Linked DNA regions of Sus scrofa: regions 2 and 3 are each linked to region 1. The links are chromatin contacts, called in public Hi-C maps. All regions are on one chromosome and are shown on one strand. Each heading gives the region's core, a stretch centred on a gene start, on an enhancer-like site or on the middle of the called end of the contact. The rest is flanking DNA. Distances are from core to core; before and after follow the strand shown. Region 1 overlaps LOC102166310 (a long non-coding RNA gene). Region 2 overlaps LOC102158399. Region 3 overlaps LOC102158399.

Region 1 (2,605 bases), core at 68-2,567:
TTGATATATTGGTGAACATTAAAATTAAGATTCTGTTCATCATAAGAACCTATAAGAGCGTGAAAACAAAACAAAACAAAACAAAATATAGGGAAGAGCCTTTTGATACATAAAGGCTAACACTCTAACATCCAGAATATACCTTTTCCTTTTTTAAAGGAAAAGAATTCTATAAATCAGTACCACTAAAAATAAAATACAAAAAAAAAAAAAAATAGTAAGCATCACGAACATACCAACACGGTAGATGGTACCCAAATGACCAGGAGACATATTTTAAAAGTTCAGTCATTTGTCATCAGTAAAAGGGACATTCACATACAACGGCACATGCACCTACAATCTCAGATGCATGGATGCGTAGCTATGTGTGTGCGCGCATGCGTACCACCTAGGCATGCAGGCAGCCACCTGAAATACAGCTAAAAATAAAGGCGCAATAATGTAGGTAAAGAGCAATGGAAACTTTCACGTAAGTCCTGGTAAAAGTATACACGTGTAGCCTTTTAACAGACACTGAAATGAGAGGTGCCAAATGGACAAAGAAGCCCCATTTCAGAGAGAAATTTCCATCGATGAGCATGAGAAGTCGATCCGGCTTGTGAAATGCTGCTTAGTGCCGCATTCATTTCAGACAGGCCAGACCCCCAAGGAATGGGAGTAAAGCTCCCTGGAGGGTGTTTTATTTCCGATCGGCGGAGCATATAATGACCAGCAGCCACGGTCCGCAGAGCATCTGAGGACCACCAGCCGTGTTCCTACCACGATGCCAAAGGGTCTGATACAGGAAGAGCTGGCCCTGGTTTCTGTCTCGCAGATATTTCCTATTCTTTGATTGCAGTGTATTTGAATGTCTTCCTTCTTCTTTCCAGTTTATTTTCTTTCATTTAATTAGGTAATGAATTTTTGGATGGGAAAGGAATTTATTGGTGGAAATGAGGGGACAGCGCCCAGGCTCTCCTGTGTGTAGGGTGGGCCATTTGTCCAAACGGCCACCATTGGGGATGTATTTGATCCCACAACCATCCCAGAGGAGGCATTTTTCTGCTGCTATGTTTTGAAATCCATCTGCCTTAGACGTAGTAAACCCCCACCTCTTGGAAAGGTGGATTTTCTGACGGTCTGGGAGCTTGAACTTGGCCTGGGTAGGACCTGAATCACCTGCTCCTTATTCTGCACTTGGGGCGGATGGACATGATGACTTGGCCACTGTGCCCTGGGGCTTTCCAAGAGCACCACGCCTATCTGTCTGGAGCCTGGACTGGGGGCAGCACGCCAGACACGAATGTCCACTGGAAAGGGCTGCTCCAAGGTTCCCTAGAGCAATGCGTACAGGCAACAGGCTGCACACGTCACTGAGGACACTGCTGTTTGGGACCAAAGTACACTGACCCCTGCGGGGAGACGAGCATGGTCAGCTTGATTGGCTGCCAACGTTTAGAACTTTAAATCTTTGTGTGCACCATATACTCTTTAGAAAAAGTCATCAGATTGTCTTAATTTGTTAATAACTCAAAACTTAATAATGTAGAACATAAATTGTGTAAATACTTTTCAAAAAGGTGCATTTGATTATGTTTAATAATCCCCAGAACCTCATGAAAACAGTAATTGGACATTTCTAATTTCCTCCAGTAGTGAAAGCTACAAACTCTTCAAGTATCACCCATATTACTTTTCCTAATTATTAAGAAATTGATTAGATTTTTTTTGAGAAAAGCTCTGACCCCTTCAAAATGATGGCTTTGCACCCTAGTAATTCTATGAGAAAAGTATAGTTAGCTAGTTATAGTTCATTCTAGATTATTTCTTTTTAGCTTGAGAATTTGACAGTGCTAACAGAAGATGTTTCTTTTCACAGGTTAAAATAATTATTCCTTTGGGAACATTCTGTTAACTTCATTTATAGATATCTAGATGCCATCTAAGCAAAAGGGAAAAAATGTGATACATAAAAAACTCAAGTGGAAAAACAAGTACGTAGATGACTCTGCATCAAGTGGAAATAGACTGAAAAATCAAACGCCATCCCATAACTGTATTGACCGTCCCACTTTGTAGGCTGTGTGTGGAACTCAACTCGGTTGTCAGATGAAGGTGAACAGAATATGAGGTAAAGAAATACTGGAGTCTTTGCCTGGTACTCAAGGGACTGAAGCAAAGCAGAGAAAAATGTTCACAGTGTCAAACACTGCAAATACAGTGAGTAGCACTGAATACATAGAATAGAGTCAGGGTGTGTTTGGAGAATGCGAACAGCAGTGCTAGGGCATAAAACATGTGGCATGAAAACAAGGCTAAACTGCTTGTAGGATCTTTTCCACTGGTTCCCAAAACTCTTCTAACCACCTGGGGTGAATAAAAATTTATGTTCTCTCATTCAGATATCCTTACATATTTTTTCTTTTTATTACGGTATACTCGTTTTTAATCTAATTTAGAGTTATATAAATCATCTCTTGTGGTGTAATTTTTTCTTCTCAAGAAAATTTCTCAGGTATAGCTATTAATTTCTCCCTAGTGGAAAGTTATATGTCAGTTCTCTGGTAGACTGAGTGCTCCTTTTTCAATTTCAAAAACAGTGATCATATTTACAGATGTAAAG
Region 2 (2,605 bases), core at 65-2,564, 170 kb before region 1:
AACTTTGTGGGCTTTGACAACGGACAAAGGCACATACCCGCCATTCTAATATCATACAAAATAGCTTCAGTGCCTCCACAGTCTTGGTCCCTCACCCCAAGTCCTGGTGGCCACCCATCACTTACCGTCTCCAATGTTCTGCCTTTGCCAGCAGGACGTGTCAGCATTATAGAGTGTGAAGCCTTTTTCGACTGGCTTCTTTCACTCATACTATGCATTTAAAGTTCCTCCATGGCTTTTTGTTGCTTTGTAGCTCATTTCTCCTTATCACTGAATAATGTCCCATTGTATAGCTGTATTATAATTTGCTAATCCATTCATATGCTATGGGACTATTCTGGCTGTTTCCAAGTTTGGGCAGCTATGAGTAAAGCTGCTCTTCATATCTGTGTGCAGACTTGTGGGTGGTCATAAGTGTTCAACTCACTTGAGTAAATATTAGGGAGTGAGATTCCTGCAACATATGAAAATAGCCAAACTATCCCCAGGTAGCTTTGCCAGGATCATCTCATTAGAGTCGCCTTGATTTAAAAGTGTCCAGGATAATTTTATTCCCCATCCATTTCATGTTTTCTTCGATGCTCATTTTAGGATCTTGCATTGCACATTCATCTGTGTATCCGTTGTCCATTTCACTAAGAAGGGATTTATGAAGAAAGACTGTTGTGTTCACTGCTCTAGCTCCACGTCATAGATTTGTGCCAGTCAGCCAGAGAGCAGGCCCTCCCTAAAATACTGGTAGAGGGAGTGATTAAAAGACCTGCAGGGAATCATTCTGAAATATTTTGAAAACTTCTATACATACACACAAGTTAAAAAGTACGACAAATCCCCATTTACCCACGACCAGGCTTGAAGAATTGTCCACATTTTGAAGAGAGTCATTAAATACAGGACATCTATTATTTTCATGACAGTTCATTTTATCAACTTCTTTTAATGTGAGCAAATGGTCTGTAGAAAAGACAAAAAAAAAAAAAATCATGTGGCAAAAAGGCATCCACTGCATCAATATAACAAACCCTATATAAACAGAATAACCTGAGTCATTATAAAGCCCCACATGGAAGGATATTAAAGCATTCTCACATTCTCCCGTGTCAACAACAAATAAAACAGCAGATTAGACACACAGTTCCAAAAAGTTCTCATGACTTGCTCTTCTTCATTTTACACATTTATTTATTCGACTTCCTTTAGGGCAGTGCTTTTATCTTCACCCTTTTCAATTTCTCATATCTCTGTGGTGTTCTGTTCAAAGGCTTCCTGCAACCTGAATCTTTGGCACTATTTCTGCCTAAACAGTTTGACCTTCGGTCCCAGCTTTTTTAGTTTATCTTATCAGCTAAGCTTGTGCCTCACTGAAACCCTTTCATAATTGGTCTAGAGACAATTTTCTACACTCGTGCCATCTCATGATTTAAAACATTACTGCAGCTTTAAAATATAATGCACAGAAAGAATATATAAATGGCACTCTTTCTACTTGTGTGGTCACGGAACTGTTTCAAGAATGAACTTAACCTTATTACCATGCCTTGCATTTGCTTACAAAATTACGTTGAAATCATGACTACAGACTTTAGTCAGACATCCCTACCCGTTCTTTCGGAATGATGTTTAACTCAGAGATCCTAATAATAACATGCTTTTGTCAACAAGCATTTACTGATTTTGTGTTTGTGCCAAGCATTCTTCTAAACAACAGACAGAGTAGCACAAGGTATGTGAGGTCCTTGCCTCATATCATCTTATATTCTAGTGGACTACTGTGAAGTTTCACCAAAGTTAAGTAATTAGTCTCAACAGCCTGCCCTCTTACCTAAAACACGAGCCATATAGTTCTTAAGATATTTTGTTTGGCCATTCAAGTGGGTGTGAATGAAAGAAACGGCAAGCTCATTCCTCTTTATCAAATTGCTACCATTTAGTGCAGGCTATAAAGGATTAATTTTAGGAAATCCACACCAAACTATTTGCTTTCATCTAAAACCCATTCAATTCGACTGGGGTTTAAGAACTTAAGTCTGCGTTAAAAAAAAAAAAAAAAAATTAAGTCATTGCAATAAGGCAAGCAAAAGAAACAAAAGCTATACAGGCTAGAAAGGAAAACTGAATGTTTCTATTTGCATATAAGATTGTGCTGATAGGAGTTCCCATTGTGGCTCAGCAGGTTACAAACCTGACTGGTATCCATGAGGATGCAGGTTTCATTCCTGGCTTTGCTCAGTGGGTTAAGGATCCAGCGTTACGGTGAGCTGTGGTGTCGGTCACAGACACAGCTTATTGCTGTGGCTGTGGTGTAGGCTGGCAGATACAGCTCTGATTCAACCCCTAGCCTAGGACATCCATATGCCACAGGTGTGGCCCTAGAAAGCAGGAAAAAAAAAAGATTGTGCTGATAAAGAGTCTTAAGGACCCCATAAAAAGTTATTAGAACTAATATGCAAATTTAAAGAGGTCAACAATTATAAAGTATACAAAAATCATGTCTATGTATTAATCAAAAACTGTTGACAATTAAAACGTAAAATGCCAAAAACATGAAATAATTACAAGTAGGTTTAACCAACTATATAGAGGCAAGACCCTAAAAAGCAGGAAA
Region 3 (2,605 bases), core at 72-2,571, 150 kb before region 1:
AGGTGAATGAGTCAGTTAAAGCAAGGAAGATAATTTAAAAGTGGATTTTATAACAGAACCATGGAGTGTAGTTTCCCTGTAAGCAGAGTACAGGATCTACAAGAGCTACAGGGAGCTACAAGATAATGTTTAAAATAGGACTGTCAGGATATTCATCTGGAGTGGAAGCCTCAGCCAGAGAGTAGAAGGTCCCACAGCGGAGAGTTAGGTGTTTAGATTTTATCATGAAAGCAAGGAGGGACCATGGGAGGATTTTAATCAAGGGAGAGATCTAATCAGACGTTTCCCATTTAAAACACGACTCTGAAGCCTGGGAAGATTATACTGGAGGGAGATGTGTACAGAAGCAAGGAGATCACATCTGCTGCAGTAAAATCAAGGTGAGATTTTGACTAAAACATGGAAATTGAAGCAGAGACAGAGATGAAGGAAAGGAATCCAGACACGTCGAGAAGAATGAGCAGGTCTGGAGTATGAGGAATGAGGGAGAGGACGAATCCCTGGTGATTCCCACACAGCTGCTTTAGGACACAGGTTAGAGTTAGGGGCTGCAAGAAGGACAAGGCCAAGCTTCTCGAGGTCAGTAAGTAACTGGCTACATCAGCCAAAGAACCTAATTGAAGGCACTGAACTGATATCAGAACCACACTATTTTAACATGTCGTCACCTGTTAGGCTTTTAATACTTTCCCCAAATCTAAAAGCAGTGTATTCAGATTTTAAAGTTCTTGGCAAATACAGGGCTTATATTCGACTGGCCCTTGTTCACTTCTAAGGAGAGTTTCGACTGCAAGTACATCCCTTCCTGTAGTAAAGAGCAGAAAATCAGGAGCAAGTGGTCAGGGGAAGGAGGCCCTTATTAAATTTTGCCTTTTGTGGACAGCAAGACCTATATCAAAAACCCATGCATATATGCATGGAGTTACTTGAAAGAAAGAAATACCTAGATATTTCTAAAGCATTTCACCTAAAAATGAAATGAAAGCAAGAATACCAGTAAAAGTTGATTTAAACATGAAATGGGGTCAAAACATACATGGGAAGAAAAAGCTGCATATGAAGAAGGTTAACAGTATACATCATAAAATATAAATGGAATCTAATGAATCTCCAAATGACTAGACCTAGGAGTCTTTTTCTCTGGGAAGTCTAACAGTTACCATATAAATGTTATAATAACATCAACATTACTTATTAGACTAAAGATTTTTATGAGACACTGGTAGAGTATATTGAAATGGCAGATTAATGCGAAGCCCCAATTTTCAGTTGCTTAGAACTTTGGCAGAACATTTCATTTCAAATGGAACTTGGCATGAGTTTACTCTGTCAGACTTTAGTCCTTGCCAAGCTTGACAAACATCCAGTTCAGCTGTTTTGGGGCTAATGCGAATGCCAAAGTAAAGACTTTTTTTTTTTTCTTCACACTCAATTCAACAACATTTTTCATTATAAAAAGCAAAAATGAGTAAATGAATGTTTATTGTCAGGCTCCTTAATTAATGTAAAACAATTCTCACACAAAGCAGAACTGCAAAGTGATTCAGTGAGCAAAGTAGTGGACTGGGGACTTCACAGGAGTAATTCCAGTTTTGCAGCGGATTCACTATATAAACTTGGAAAAGTAACTTCACCTCTGTGTCTCAGCTTATTCAACAGTAAAATTAGGAGATTAATACAAATCGGCACGGTCATAATGAAAATGACGGCAAAGCAGTTTTCAAGTTTAAACATATAATAACTCCTCTTTTCAATATGGCTTTATGATAGGGAATTTTATGGAGAAAAATAAATTTGTGCATGCAATGATGACCTATCTAAAGTTGTATAAAAAGCGAGTCTAGCAAAATATAAACTATACCCTGGGATTTAGTTAGGATCTTTGGGAAGCTATGTTTGGTCTTTTGAGTCACTGGATGTCATTTAGCAAATTAATGAGTTGGTTCACCATTTCGAAATTACTGCTTCATTACATAAAACAACACCCAGGTGGCTTGAAAAGGTTGGTGCGCTCTACTTCAAAACCATCTAGTTTTCCATTAAATTAAAGAGAGTTTGTGCAACAGACAAAAGACCCAACTCTCCTGATAGGTCCTTCCTATAGGTATTTTCTCGGCCACACTAAGGATCAGTACGTTCTTGAAAAGGGCACAGTCGGTTGACTGACAGCTTGAACTGCCTTTTAGGACCTCGCAAACAGGAGAGTAAGCCAATGATTTTGACGCCCCAGACATAGTAAAAGATCGTATCCAACAAATTTTCCACTCATTCACATTTGGTTTGCACAAGGCCACACAGTAAGGGAAAAAGGATATTTAATTATGTAACTATCCACAGCCGTCTAGGTATTCACTGCTGTGTAAGCATAAACTCAGAGACTGATGCCACCAAGATGGCAGAGGAGGTGCCCCCAGCCTCCATCACTGGCAAAGATCAACAATGAGCAATCAGATAGGCCACTGAGAACTATATCCAGTTACTTACGATGGAGCATGATAATGGGAGAAAAAAGAATGTATACATGTATGTGTAACTGGGTCACTATGCTGTACAGAGGGAAAAAAATTATGTTGAGGAAATAACAATAAAAGAAAAAAGAAATCAG

What was found. Hi-C and Micro-C count contacts between places; a contact is called where the count stands out from the background.
Region 2: a Hi-C map of liver shows a contact between it and region 1, with 1.8 times the contacts expected there. The contact joins two enhancer-like sites. A contact is called at or near these places in 3 of 47 Hi-C or Micro-C datasets (epiblast stem cells and liver).
Region 3: a contact with region 1 is called in a Hi-C map of liver, with 2.2 times the contacts expected there. The contact joins two enhancer-like sites. A contact is called at or near these places in 2 of 47 Hi-C or Micro-C datasets (blood and liver).

What each region holds. Positions count from the first base shown.
Region 1 is chr10:1,485,768-1,488,372 of Sscrofa11.1, reverse strand. All of the region lies in intron 11 of LOC102166310 (a long non-coding RNA gene), which reads right to left. Among named protein-coding and RNA genes, the nearest start is that of RGS18, 53 kb to the left of the region's middle. Within about 2 kb of position 1,317, at least 1 of the 83 cell types and tissues checked has an H3K27ac peak or open chromatin away from gene starts, as enhancers often do. A contact at or near this core is called in liver, where this site is marked.
Region 2 is chr10:1,658,725-1,661,329 of Sscrofa11.1, reverse strand. LOC102158399 reads right to left here. Exons shown (of 5, transcript XM_021065088.1): 5 at 1-954. The coding sequence ends at 937. Among named protein-coding and RNA genes, the nearest start is that of RGS18, 120 kb to the right of the region's middle. Within about 2 kb of position 1,314, at least 3 of the 83 cell types and tissues checked have an H3K27ac peak or open chromatin away from gene starts, as enhancers often do. A contact at or near this core is called in liver, where this site is marked.
Region 3 is chr10:1,636,942-1,639,546 of Sscrofa11.1, reverse strand. All of the region lies in intron 3 of LOC102158399, which reads right to left. Among named protein-coding and RNA genes, the nearest start is that of RGS18, 98 kb to the right of the region's middle. Within about 2 kb of position 1,321, at least 6 of the 83 cell types and tissues checked have an H3K27ac peak or open chromatin away from gene starts, as enhancers often do. A contact at or near this core is called in liver, where this site is marked.